3 separate regions of the Sus scrofa genome follow, and all the other regions are linked to region 1. The links are chromatin contacts, called in public Hi-C maps. All regions are on one chromosome and are shown on one strand. Each heading gives the region's core, a stretch centred on a gene start, on an enhancer-like site or on the middle of the called end of the contact. The rest is flanking DNA. Distances are from core to core; before and after follow the strand shown. Region 1 has its middle 67 kb from the start of UGP2. Region 2 holds the start of UGP2 (UDP-glucose pyrophosphorylase 2). Region 3 has its middle 75 kb from the start of MDH1.

The links. Hi-C and Micro-C count contacts between places; a contact is called where the count stands out from the background.
Region 2: a contact with region 1 is called in a Hi-C map of liver, with 3 times the contacts expected there. The contact joins the promoter of UGP2 here to the enhancer-like site in region 1. A contact is called at or near these places in 1 of 5 promoter capture datasets (liver), 6 of 47 Hi-C or Micro-C datasets (fibroblasts, heart right ventricle, liver and 1 more) and 2 of 2 datasets of contacts at active chromatin or transcription factors (alveolar macrophages and skeletal muscle).
Region 3: a contact with region 1 is called in a Hi-C map of liver, with 11 times the contacts expected there. The contact joins two enhancer-like sites. A contact is called at or near these places in 1 of 5 promoter capture datasets (liver), 6 of 47 Hi-C or Micro-C datasets (liver, psoas muscle and skeletal muscle) and 1 of 2 datasets of contacts at active chromatin or transcription factors (skeletal muscle).

What each region holds. Positions count from the first base shown.
Region 1 is chr3:78,095,800-78,099,220 of Sscrofa11.1, reverse strand. No RefSeq gene overlaps it. Among named protein-coding and RNA genes, the nearest start is that of UGP2, 67 kb to the right of the region's middle. Within about 2 kb of position 1,625, at least 10 of the 83 cell types and tissues checked have an H3K27ac peak or open chromatin away from gene starts, as enhancers often do. A contact at or near this core is called in alveolar macrophages, liver and retroperitoneal adipose tissue, where this site is marked.
Region 2 is chr3:78,028,692-78,032,055 of Sscrofa11.1, reverse strand. UGP2 (UDP-glucose pyrophosphorylase 2) reads left to right here and starts at 1,423. Exons shown (of 10, transcript NM_213980.1): 1 at 1,423-1,619. The coding sequence starts at 1,601. It overlaps LOC106507380 (proline-rich protein HaeIII subfamily 1-like), which reads right to left and starts at 1,293. Exons shown (of 2, transcript XM_013987892.1): 1 at 1,275-1,293; 2 at 194-1,221. The coding sequence starts at 1,293. The coding sequence ends at 194.
Region 3 is chr3:78,186,360-78,189,905 of Sscrofa11.1, reverse strand. No RefSeq gene overlaps it. Among named protein-coding and RNA genes, the nearest start is that of MDH1, 75 kb to the left of the region's middle. Within about 2 kb of position 1,400, at least 5 of the 83 cell types and tissues checked have an H3K27ac peak or open chromatin away from gene starts, as enhancers often do. A contact at or near this core is called in liver, where this site is marked.

The sequences.
Region 1 (3,421 bases), core at 376-2,875:
AAGGGTATATGTTCTCTACAGACAAATTCCTTCTTCAAATTTTATGTTCTCATTTCATTTTGTTTCTCTATGTGATAACCAAGTAAGCAGAAAGTGAATATTTGAATTAAAAAATTCAGTTTCATTATGTCTTTAGGAAGATGGCTTTATACAGTTTTAAAGAGGGCATCTAAATAGGCATTTTAATCCAAAGCTTTAGGAGTCCTGAAGAAATTTTAATGGCTAGGATTTGCTCATGATACTGCTGGTTTCAAATTGTGTTGAGTACAGACTCATTAGATCCTGATCTGCATCCTCTTTTCTATATGAAAATGGTAAACTTTAACCTGTCAGACCCTCACTTTGTTTCCAAATTTAATGAGAAACAAGTCTATCACTGACTGGCCACTTCAATGACCACATCTAAGACACTAAATTGTGTCTCATCAAGTAATACAGACAAGACATAAAGTATGATCAGAGGAAATAGTATGAAAAAAATCAAAATTGCATGCACTGATGTTATTACAATATAAGAAAGCATGATTCATACTGTACAAATGTGAGCACCACAAGCACAAGAAATTTTATCTTTTGGTACTCCATGTATTTCAGGTGCCTAGAACAATTTCTGGAATGTATAGGTGCTCAATAGATACGTCAAATGAGTGAGTGATCAAGGCAATATAAATGAAAAACGGGCTTCATTTCTAGTAGATTCTGATATTCCTTGATCCATGATTACTCTATCTCTTTCTTATGAGTACATCTGCTGTGACTTTTTAAAAAATTACATGAACTAGTGTATCCTCAGATCCTAAGGAAAATAAATACAGAACAGGTAAATTTAAACAGACAAAGAAAATATGATACCTCTGATCTTACAGTATGAGATACTAGAAATTGAAAGGAAAAATTCAGAATAGAGTGCTTGCATTGAGGCCCTAAGGGTAAGGGTGACTTCAGGAAAGAAAAGGCCAGCATCCAAGACAAATGTTAGCTACTTCGTAATTTTGCCTAGGGTCACCTGGATTCTCATACCACAAACAAAGTGTGTTTAAGCAAGCAGAGAAGAAAAACAGACTGAGAAGTTCTTCTACCAATTCCTAGTGGTAAAGTAACTGGACAAAAAAGATGAAAAATGTGTTGATTGGAGATGATTTGTTTTTATCTTAGATCAAAGTAATTTTTACTTACTTTAAAAATCTACAAATTAAGGGCACTGAAACTGTGAAGAATCAAGTGTATGACTTATTTTCATTGGCTTTTCCAGAACAGACTTCTTTAAAAGATTTATTTATAACAAGCATACATCAGAGCACATTTCCTAAAACTGGAGGTAAACATGAGGAGTAATCACAATCCAACTTCTTTTAGTTAAAATGATAGTAAATATAAGTAATTACTAGACTATGGAACCAAAATATTAAGTCAATTTGATTAGTAAACTTGGGGGCCAATATCATTAGCTCTTTCTCTTTTAACCTGAGATAGAATTCATGACATCTAGCATGTCTGCAGACGTATGTTGCAACACTTTATAACCAGAATAATTACACAGCTCTTCCAGGCACATGTACAAACAAGTAGTATTTTCCAGACCATGATGTTCCAGTACAGCCAAGTATTACAAACAACAAAAATGAGCAATACGTCATTGACGGGTATGACTCGCAGGACATTAGTCAATGCACTTTCCAAGAAGGAGTCTGATCAAAACATATCATGGGAGACAGGAGAATTTTTCTTGGTAAACTTTCCAACTTCATATTTCTATACTTGAGAGAAACATATGGTTCTGTAACTTAACAGACTTAGCAGTGGTGGGAGGCCTGTGAAAACTGCTTGCAGCCACAACTTGGAGTATATCTTCAGCGTTTCTCCCAGAACTCTCTGAAGGACTTCCTTTCTTCCTAATGCTAAATACAGAGAGCATCCCTATTTTATTCACTTGTGTCATTTATAATCAGCATGAATATTATCTGAAAGAAATTTCTATTTTTACCAAGAGAAATAAACTACCACAGTTCAGTTGTTTAGTTGTGCAACTGAAAAAGAAAGGAAGGAAGGAAGGAAAGGAAAAAAAAATACTCTTTCTTTTTATTTATTTTTTTTCTTTTAGGGCTGCACCTGTGGAATATGGAAGTTCAAGGCTAGGGTCAAATTGGAGCTGCATCTGCCAGCCCACAGCACAGCCACAGCAACACCAAAACTGAGCCACATCTGTTACCTATGCCACAGCTCGTGGCAATGCCAGATCCTTAACCCACTGAGCGAGGCCAGGGATCAGACCTGAATTCTCATGAATACTAGTCAGGTTCTTAACCCTCTGAGCCACAACAGGAACTCCTCCTGCTTTCTTTTTGTTATTACTTTTTAGTATACCAACCCTGCAAAAGATTTTCAAAAATTATAAACAGGTGCATACAAGTTTTACTTGCTTTGGCTACTCTCACATTTTTAAATCTCACTTCTTTCTTTGCTTAACCAACTATATTGCCATCTGCTCTTGACATTGCCAGACTTTGGTATCACATACATCTGTCTGTAAGTATGCCTGTAATTCTGCCACTCAGACCCTAAATAAATATCATCATACAAGACCACAACCACACACAGACAAATAAAGACAAAGACAAACAAACTAACAAAAGAAAAACAAAGAGCATGGGGCAGAGGTGGGAGAGAGGAGGGATGTGATAGGAAAGATGGGTCAATCTGGGTATGATATAAGAACCCAGCAGTTGGCACTGGGACACTGTATCCCATATATTAGGGTTGATGCAAGAACAAATCACAGAATATGGAGGCCTATATCCTTGTCTCTATCATTTCATGCACCTCCCTACTCCCAGGGGAAAAAAATGGGACAAGTATTTTTTACAGTTTTTCTCTACTGACAGCAGTAAATTTTCTATTATGTTAATGAAGGTTAAGTACTGGGACACTTCACTCGTACAGGTCTAGGAGGGCTCCAGCAATGTGCTCACATGGTCAAATACTTTTGCAAACTTTGCAAAAGTAATGTATTCTATCTGCAATCAAAACCAAAGTAAAAGTACCTCCACTAGAGCATCTCATACTTTCCCTTGGGGTATAGTGCTAGAGTAGCTGCAAGTAGATTCTACTAAGGGAAAGGTGAGTTGGAGATACATCTAGTTTGGGTTTAACGGGAATGTTTATGTGTTTTACAGGAACTTCTGAATATAGTTAAGTTTTTGCCAGCAATCTCAATGTAGGAATGGCTCTGAGGAATACCCCTAACTCATCGATGACATCAAATGTCTTGTGACCCTAAGGTGAAGGGGCCAGAAGTTGTACCATGATGTGAGCAGGTCCTAAAGTGGCCAGCACAGAGGAATACAGGTAATGGAGGAGAAACTAGATTTGAAATGTACCTAGAATGGAAAACAGAAGCCAGACTGGGGAAATGAGTAGTCTT
Region 2 (3,364 bases), core at 174-2,673, 67 kb after region 1:
GGATAGGCATCTTCAATCTCTGGTAAGCCGAAACATTTTTAAGCACTGTAAAAATAACCACTGGTGCTTCAGGTTCTCTCCCTTGCTGAAGTATCCATGGAAAGCTGGAGTTTTAGTGGTGGAACACCCCTTTCCCAGTCGTGGGAGGTGGGGCTCTCACACACGGGATCCGTCGCCGGGATCATCGCCCACTTCAGCTGGGTTCCCTCAGGCCGCAGACGTCCCGCCCCCTGCCACCTCCGTACATTTCATTGGCCAGGGCCTGAATCCGCCTCGGCTCCTGACTGGTGGCTGCTCCTATCTGTCTGCGCGGCGGGGACATTTCCGCATTGAGGGGGGCTGCTCCGAATGGAGGGGGAGGGGAAGTGTTTAGGAGAAAGGGGGGGCTTTGGGTGTTGCGAGACCGCAGCCAGGTGGACAGAGGGGGTTCAGTAGCTGGGCTGCGACCACTGGCGAGAGGCTGGAGGTGTGCATGTGTGAAAGGAGAAGGGGAGAGAGAAGGGTGCCGCAGAGGTGATAGTCTCTCAGTCTGCGAACCTTCTTCCGGGGGCGCCATAAACGCCCCCAAGTTCTCAGCTGCTAAAGGAGGAGGTGGAAGGTGGGTCTCCGAGGCGGTTTGGGGAGGGGCCGGGGCGGACTTCCCACCACCCCTTGGGCGGGTGCGTTCCTCCTCTCTAAGGCGTTTAGAGCCCCTCTGCCTGACCCACAGTTTGGCCCCAGAGGCCGAATTTGGGTTCGGCCAGGAGGGACTAGAATGTGCAGTAGTCCGGGCGGGCCCTCCCGGGCTCCTGTACCTCGGACTCGGGGCGGCGCACGGGTTCTCCCCTCCCGGGTGGCCCCCTAGTGTCCTCTGAGGGGGAGGGGCCCTGGAGCCTTCGGCCCCTCCCGGGAAAAAGCCGCCGCAGTGTTGCCGCCACTCGCAGCCGGGAGGGGGGCGCCGGGAGGCCCTTGCACGCCCGCGCACGGAATTTTTAGCACCTCCTAGTCCCGGGATATTTATGGGCTGGTAGAAATGGTTCCATGGACCCTCTTTGCGCCTCTTTGCCCCCTCTCCCTCCTCCCGACCCCTGTTTGGGCGGGGACTGCAGTTGGCCGGAGTTTTCCGGGGAATGGGCCGGAGCCTGTACGGCAGCGAGGGGAGGGGGAACCGGGGGCGCGGCCCGCCTTTGCCTGCTGCTGTCCGGCCCCGGAGGGCGTGGGGACCCGGGGGCGGTGAAGTAGCTGCTCTAGATCCGCCTCTTTCATTGATGAAATTTAAGTTCTTGTGATTTTACCTTTTCCGGGAGTCTCCATCTGGCCCTCATTTGTGTTGGGGTGCAGTGTGGGCTGGAGTTCCAAGCAGACTCAGTCGCACCAAGTTTCTGTCTTTTGGAAGTGGGGAAGGTTCTCCTGGGTGGTTTTTTTTTTTTTTTTTTTTTTTGAGGTAGTTTTAGTCGCTTTTAAGAAATACTCCCATAAGTGGCTAAGCATTGGAAGAGGAGAAAGAACTCGTCGGTCGGTTGTTAAAGCAGAGGTGGAAGAGAGACCCGCTCTATAGCGTGACTCCTCTAGAAATTTAAATATATATACAAAAGCCAGAGTATTTTAATAAATCCCTAAAATGTCGAGATTTGTACAAGGTAAGACACGCTTCTTATCTCCCGGGTTACTTTAGTAGTACTGAATTTGGGTACTGACAGTCGAGAGGTTGGTGGGTGGTTTCAAAGTGGAAATGTTCATTTGAGATACTGTTTGCAAAACCCTTTTCGTTAAACTGACATTTGAGCTGTCTTGAGTGCTGGCTGGGTTGGTGTTTCAGATACGTATAATTTATACCCTGGTACTCTGCTGCGTTTAGTTCTGCCTCCCTGGAATCAGGTTAGTAGCACTCTGGCTCCCCAGGATAGTGGCTGAAAATGAGAAAACAGGATTTTGGCTGCTGATTAATCCCTGTTCTCTTTTCTTGGTCGAAGTCAAGGTAACTCTGTGGGTGCAGATGGGAAGAAGAACTGGAGGGCTGGGGAGAGGCAAGTGGGTTTTTGCCAGGACTGTTGGGGAAGCTTTAGTGTTCTCAGCTTCTCCATTGGTGTGTACGTGGTTTGAGTCTCAGATTCATTTATTGCGAAACCGGGAGTAGCTCCTAGAAGCTGGAGGTCATTTCAGTAGGAGAAATGACTTTGCTGCATTGCTGTGTTTATTTATTTTTTCCTTCTTTGAAATCTGGAGGATTATTAAGGTTTCTTTGAAATTTGAAAATTGCCCTCTAAATTCTGTGTGTTTTTAAAAAAGGGTTAGGGAATGCCACTCAACTGAGTTGAGCTTTAACATTGTGTATACGTCTGTGAATGTGAACACATTGAAGTTGGTGCTACCTTAAACCTCTGTCACTAATTTGTAGCATAGGACTTGCCTTGTGGTATGCAAGTAAACCCTTCTCTTTCCGACCCCAGAGTGTGAAAGCTTCAGCCATCTTGCTGAACACACAGCTAGTAAAGTTCACAACCACTTTTTGAGACTGTCAGTAAATGTAGATGTACCTTAAAAAATTGTGCCAGTAATGGTTATCATTTGACCCTGGGCATGAAAATACCCTAGTAGGTTTTAAAGTACTTTATTAACTCTTTTTTCAGTTTTGTATATAATAAAGAGAATTTGACTTGCCTGCATTATTATGAAAGCATTTGAGACACTCATGTCTGCTTTTAGCACTAAGCTCAGAAATGTCAGTTGTCATTAGACTTTTAAATTCATATTATGCCTTGTAAGTGGTGAGAGATGCTTTTTATGTTCATATTGAATAAACATCTTAGGCAAGAATAGAAAGCGGAGGTAATTGTCAGAAGTTTGCTGGTTTTGTAGCAACAGCAACAATATTTAATTACCAGAAAGCCAATATTGTAGGAATATACTAGAGAAAAGTGGACATGTCACTTCTCTTTAAAAGTTAATAGTATTAGTTGAACTCCAGGTGTTCCTTGTTTACACTTTACAGAACTTACAGAGAATTGACTAATTGTCACATCCTTTGCTGTTAATGACTAACTGTTTTCAGGAGATTTCTAAATCAAGTGGGAATACCTGTGTGTATTGTTACTCCTTTCCCTTGTCAGCCACTTTTTAAAAAAATAAAATTTTTACGTTGGAATAATTTTAGATTTATAGAAAAGTTGCACGTATGTCAAAACTAAGAAATTATCATAAGTACTTTACTATTAACTAAACTACTGACTTACTCAGACTGCTTTTCCTTGATTCAATCTAGCATTGCATTTGGCTGCCATCCAATTTTGCTCTAATGGTAGTTTTCCTTTTATTTTTAATTATTTATTTATTTTCATTTTTTTACCTTTTCTAGGACCGCTTCCCACGGCTTATGGAGGTTCCC
Region 3 (3,546 bases), core at 151-2,650, 91 kb before region 1:
GGCAGCTCCAGGGTACAGAGCCAATAAAGAGACCTGATCAGAAATAACCCAAGGCAAATGGGGGTTGTGGAAGACAAAGTTGGAAAAGTAGGTGGGGACGAACTTTGGAGACTTTTGTTACAGGAATGTCAAGGACTCCAAGGGTAAGTAGTTGGTCAGTAATTGGTAACAACCCAGCACGTTACTGGAGCTTTCTTAGCTCCTAAAGGTTACAACTGCATTTGCAGTAGAACGCTTAGAGTTGAAAAAATTATTCCAAATGTTAAAGATGCTGCAATTGTATACATCATTTATTGATTAATAAATCTTGCAGCAATGCTTATGAAGTGTCCTGAAAAAACTAGACACAATTTATGTATTTATGCTGATACTGCTTCATAAAAATTAATACCTTTTTGCCTTATTTATGATGCTTTTATACTAATTTGTCTTTGTGTATTTTAAAATTTTCTGCACATACTGAGCCTTTATCATTCTGCTCCCACTCCACTCCTTCTCTGTCTCTCTCTCTCCCTCTGCAAAAGAAATTGGTCACAGTAAAACTCATGAACACAGGAGTAATGGATACACACACACACATATATATACACACACATATATATATATATGATTTTTGAAGTTTTGATTTTCCAAGACAAGATAACCAGTCAGTTCAATCATGTGAAAAATAAGCAGTGAAAAGTGTTGTCCAGAATTGCTTAAAATGACTAGATCAATGATTAGTGAAGTGACTCAATCAGAAATATACTTTTGCTAACCACGTTGCAGAGAACTCACTAACTTTGGAAGAGATTTGGTGGCTCGTCTTTAGCGCAAAGGTTCCAAATATGGGTTGTTGAGATACCTTATGATCTTTATTTGATGTGGATGCAACTTCCTTTTTTTCCTCCCTTTCATCTTCCCCTCAAGCATTTTAGGAGATGTACTTATTGTTTAAATGAAAGGATATCAAAATCACTGTTGACTTGAGAATTTTACTCTAAATAAAGTGAGTAATTCTCTTGGTACAAAATCACAACCTGGAAGTCTTCAGGAAAGCCGGAAATAATTTCATTTTATGACCAGTCATCTATATGAACTGAAAATGTGTCAAAGCACAAAAACTTTTGGATTTGATTCCATCTGCTGACAAAGTCTAGTTGTCGTAAATAATCTGTACGAGAATCTCTTCACCTTTAGGAGTGGAAAGTGCAATGGAATTCTGAAAACTTCTTGCATATCTACCAACTACGTAATAAGCATAGTTAAAATGTACCAGGTACATATCAGTTATCATTGTTAGAGAGAGAAAAAGGAAAAGTGACCTTTCTGAGATCAATAACAAATTGATTTTTTAAGTTTAGCCTATGAAACCTAGATAAGAAAAGGCAGGAAAACACTGATTATACTTAGGAGGGTTCAACTTCCATCTGGGCAAAGGTCACAAAGTTCTGAAAAAGAGTAACATAGAGAGGAAACAGTTCAGTAAAAAATAAGAAATGAGAACACAGGAGTGACATTTTCAGGAACACCAACCAACAGAGTTGCAGATTCAAACAACAAATGAAAGCATAAATGATTTGGGCACTATCTTACTTCCTTTGCTTCTCTTACTTTTCCTCTTTTCATTGATGTGAATGTGGAAATGAGAAATCTAAAACAATAGAATAGAGGAATGAATGAAGGAGGAATGGAGAAAGTAAAATACTAGAGCACTTATTCTCTCATTTGTTAATATTTCCTTCTAAGACTATGTATATCCTAAATACATATGATTCATTATATATCCTTTTTCACTTTCTCATTAGATCAAAGATGAGGGTTGAAGATAAAATACAAGATGACCAGTTACACTTGAGTTTCAGATAAGCAATGAATACCTTTTTTAGTATAAACATGTCCCAAATATTGCTTGGGACATACTTCTACTAAACAAATTATTTGTTCTTTATCTGAAATTTAGAATTAACTGAGAATCGTATATTTTTATTTGTTAAATCTGGTAGCCTAGGAAAGAGCCACTAGCCCTCATAGAGGTGGATCTTTTTGTGTTTAATCCAGTTTAATCAGTATATCCCACTTAAAAATGTCCTTTGGGGGGGGGGGGGCTGCACTCATGGCATGCAAAAGTTCCCGGCCAGGGATTGAACTGCCACAGCAGTGATAACGTTGGATCCTTAACCTGCTGAGCCACCAAGGAACTCCAAAAATACAACACACACGCAAAAGTACAGTTACAAGGGTACATTTCATTCAACTTTCACAAAATGAACATACCCACATAGGTCAAAACACCCAGGTCAAAACTCAGAATGTTACCAGACCCCTAGAAGCCTCCCTTGTAATCTTTTCCCTCTACTAAGACTAACTACTACCCTGAAATCTAACAGTTTAGTTTTGCCGATTTTATCACTATTTCTTCTTGGGGTTGGATGGCCTCATCCCTATATTCTAAGAAGGTATCCACCTACTTGGCAGAAATACAGACCCCTGAAACCCGGTTAAATTGACACCAGTTGATAGAAAACAGCTAAGTTTAGGGAAAAGCTTTCTTGCCTCCATATATTAAGGCAATTCTCCAGGCAAATGTATGTGTGTATAGACAGACAGACAGACAGATAGATACATTTTAAAAATCTTTTCCGTTATGGTTTATGATAGGATATTGAATATAGTTCCCTGTGATATACTGTAGGACCTTGTTGTTTATCCATATTCTATGTGTATTAACTTATGTCTATTAATGCCAATACCCCTTCATCTCTCCCCCAACTTCTCCTCCTTGGCCAAAACAAGTCTGTTCTTTTTCTTTCTTTCTTTTTTTTTTTTTTTTTTTAGGGCTGCATCTGCAGCATATGGATGTTCCCAGTCGAGGGGCTGAATCAGAGCCATAGCTGCAGGACTATGCCGCAGCCACAGGAAGGTTGGATCTGAGCTGCATTTGCAACTTACACCAGAGTTCACAGCAACACCAGATCCTTAACCCACTGAGCAAGGCCAGGGATTGAACCTGCGTTCCCATGGATACTGGTTGGGTTTGTTACCACTAAGTCACGACAGGAACGCCCATAAATCTGTTCTTAATGTCTGCAATTCTATTTCTGCCTATCTCATTGGGCCACAACTGGAATTCCTAGCATCATTTTTAATGATGGCCATTCTGACTGGTATGAGATGTTTTGATCTGCATTTCTCTAATAATTAGCAATGTTGTAATTAGCACTTTTCATGTGCCTGTTGGCTACCTGCATGTTTTCTTTGGAGAAATGTCTGTTTAGGTCTTCTGCCTATTTTTTTCATTGGGGTGATTTTTGTTGCTATTGAGTTGTAAGAGCTGTTTGCATATTTTGGAAATTAAGCACTTGTTGCTTGCACTGTTTGCAAATATTTTTGCCCATTCTATAGGCTGTCTTTTTATTTTGTTTATCGTTTCTTTTGCTGTGCAAAAGCTTATTAAGTTTGAATTTGATTAGGTCTCATTTATTTATCTTTGTTCTTATTTCTATTGCCTTTGGGAGACTGACCTAAGAAAACAGTTTATGTCAGAAAATGTTCCCACAATGGGAA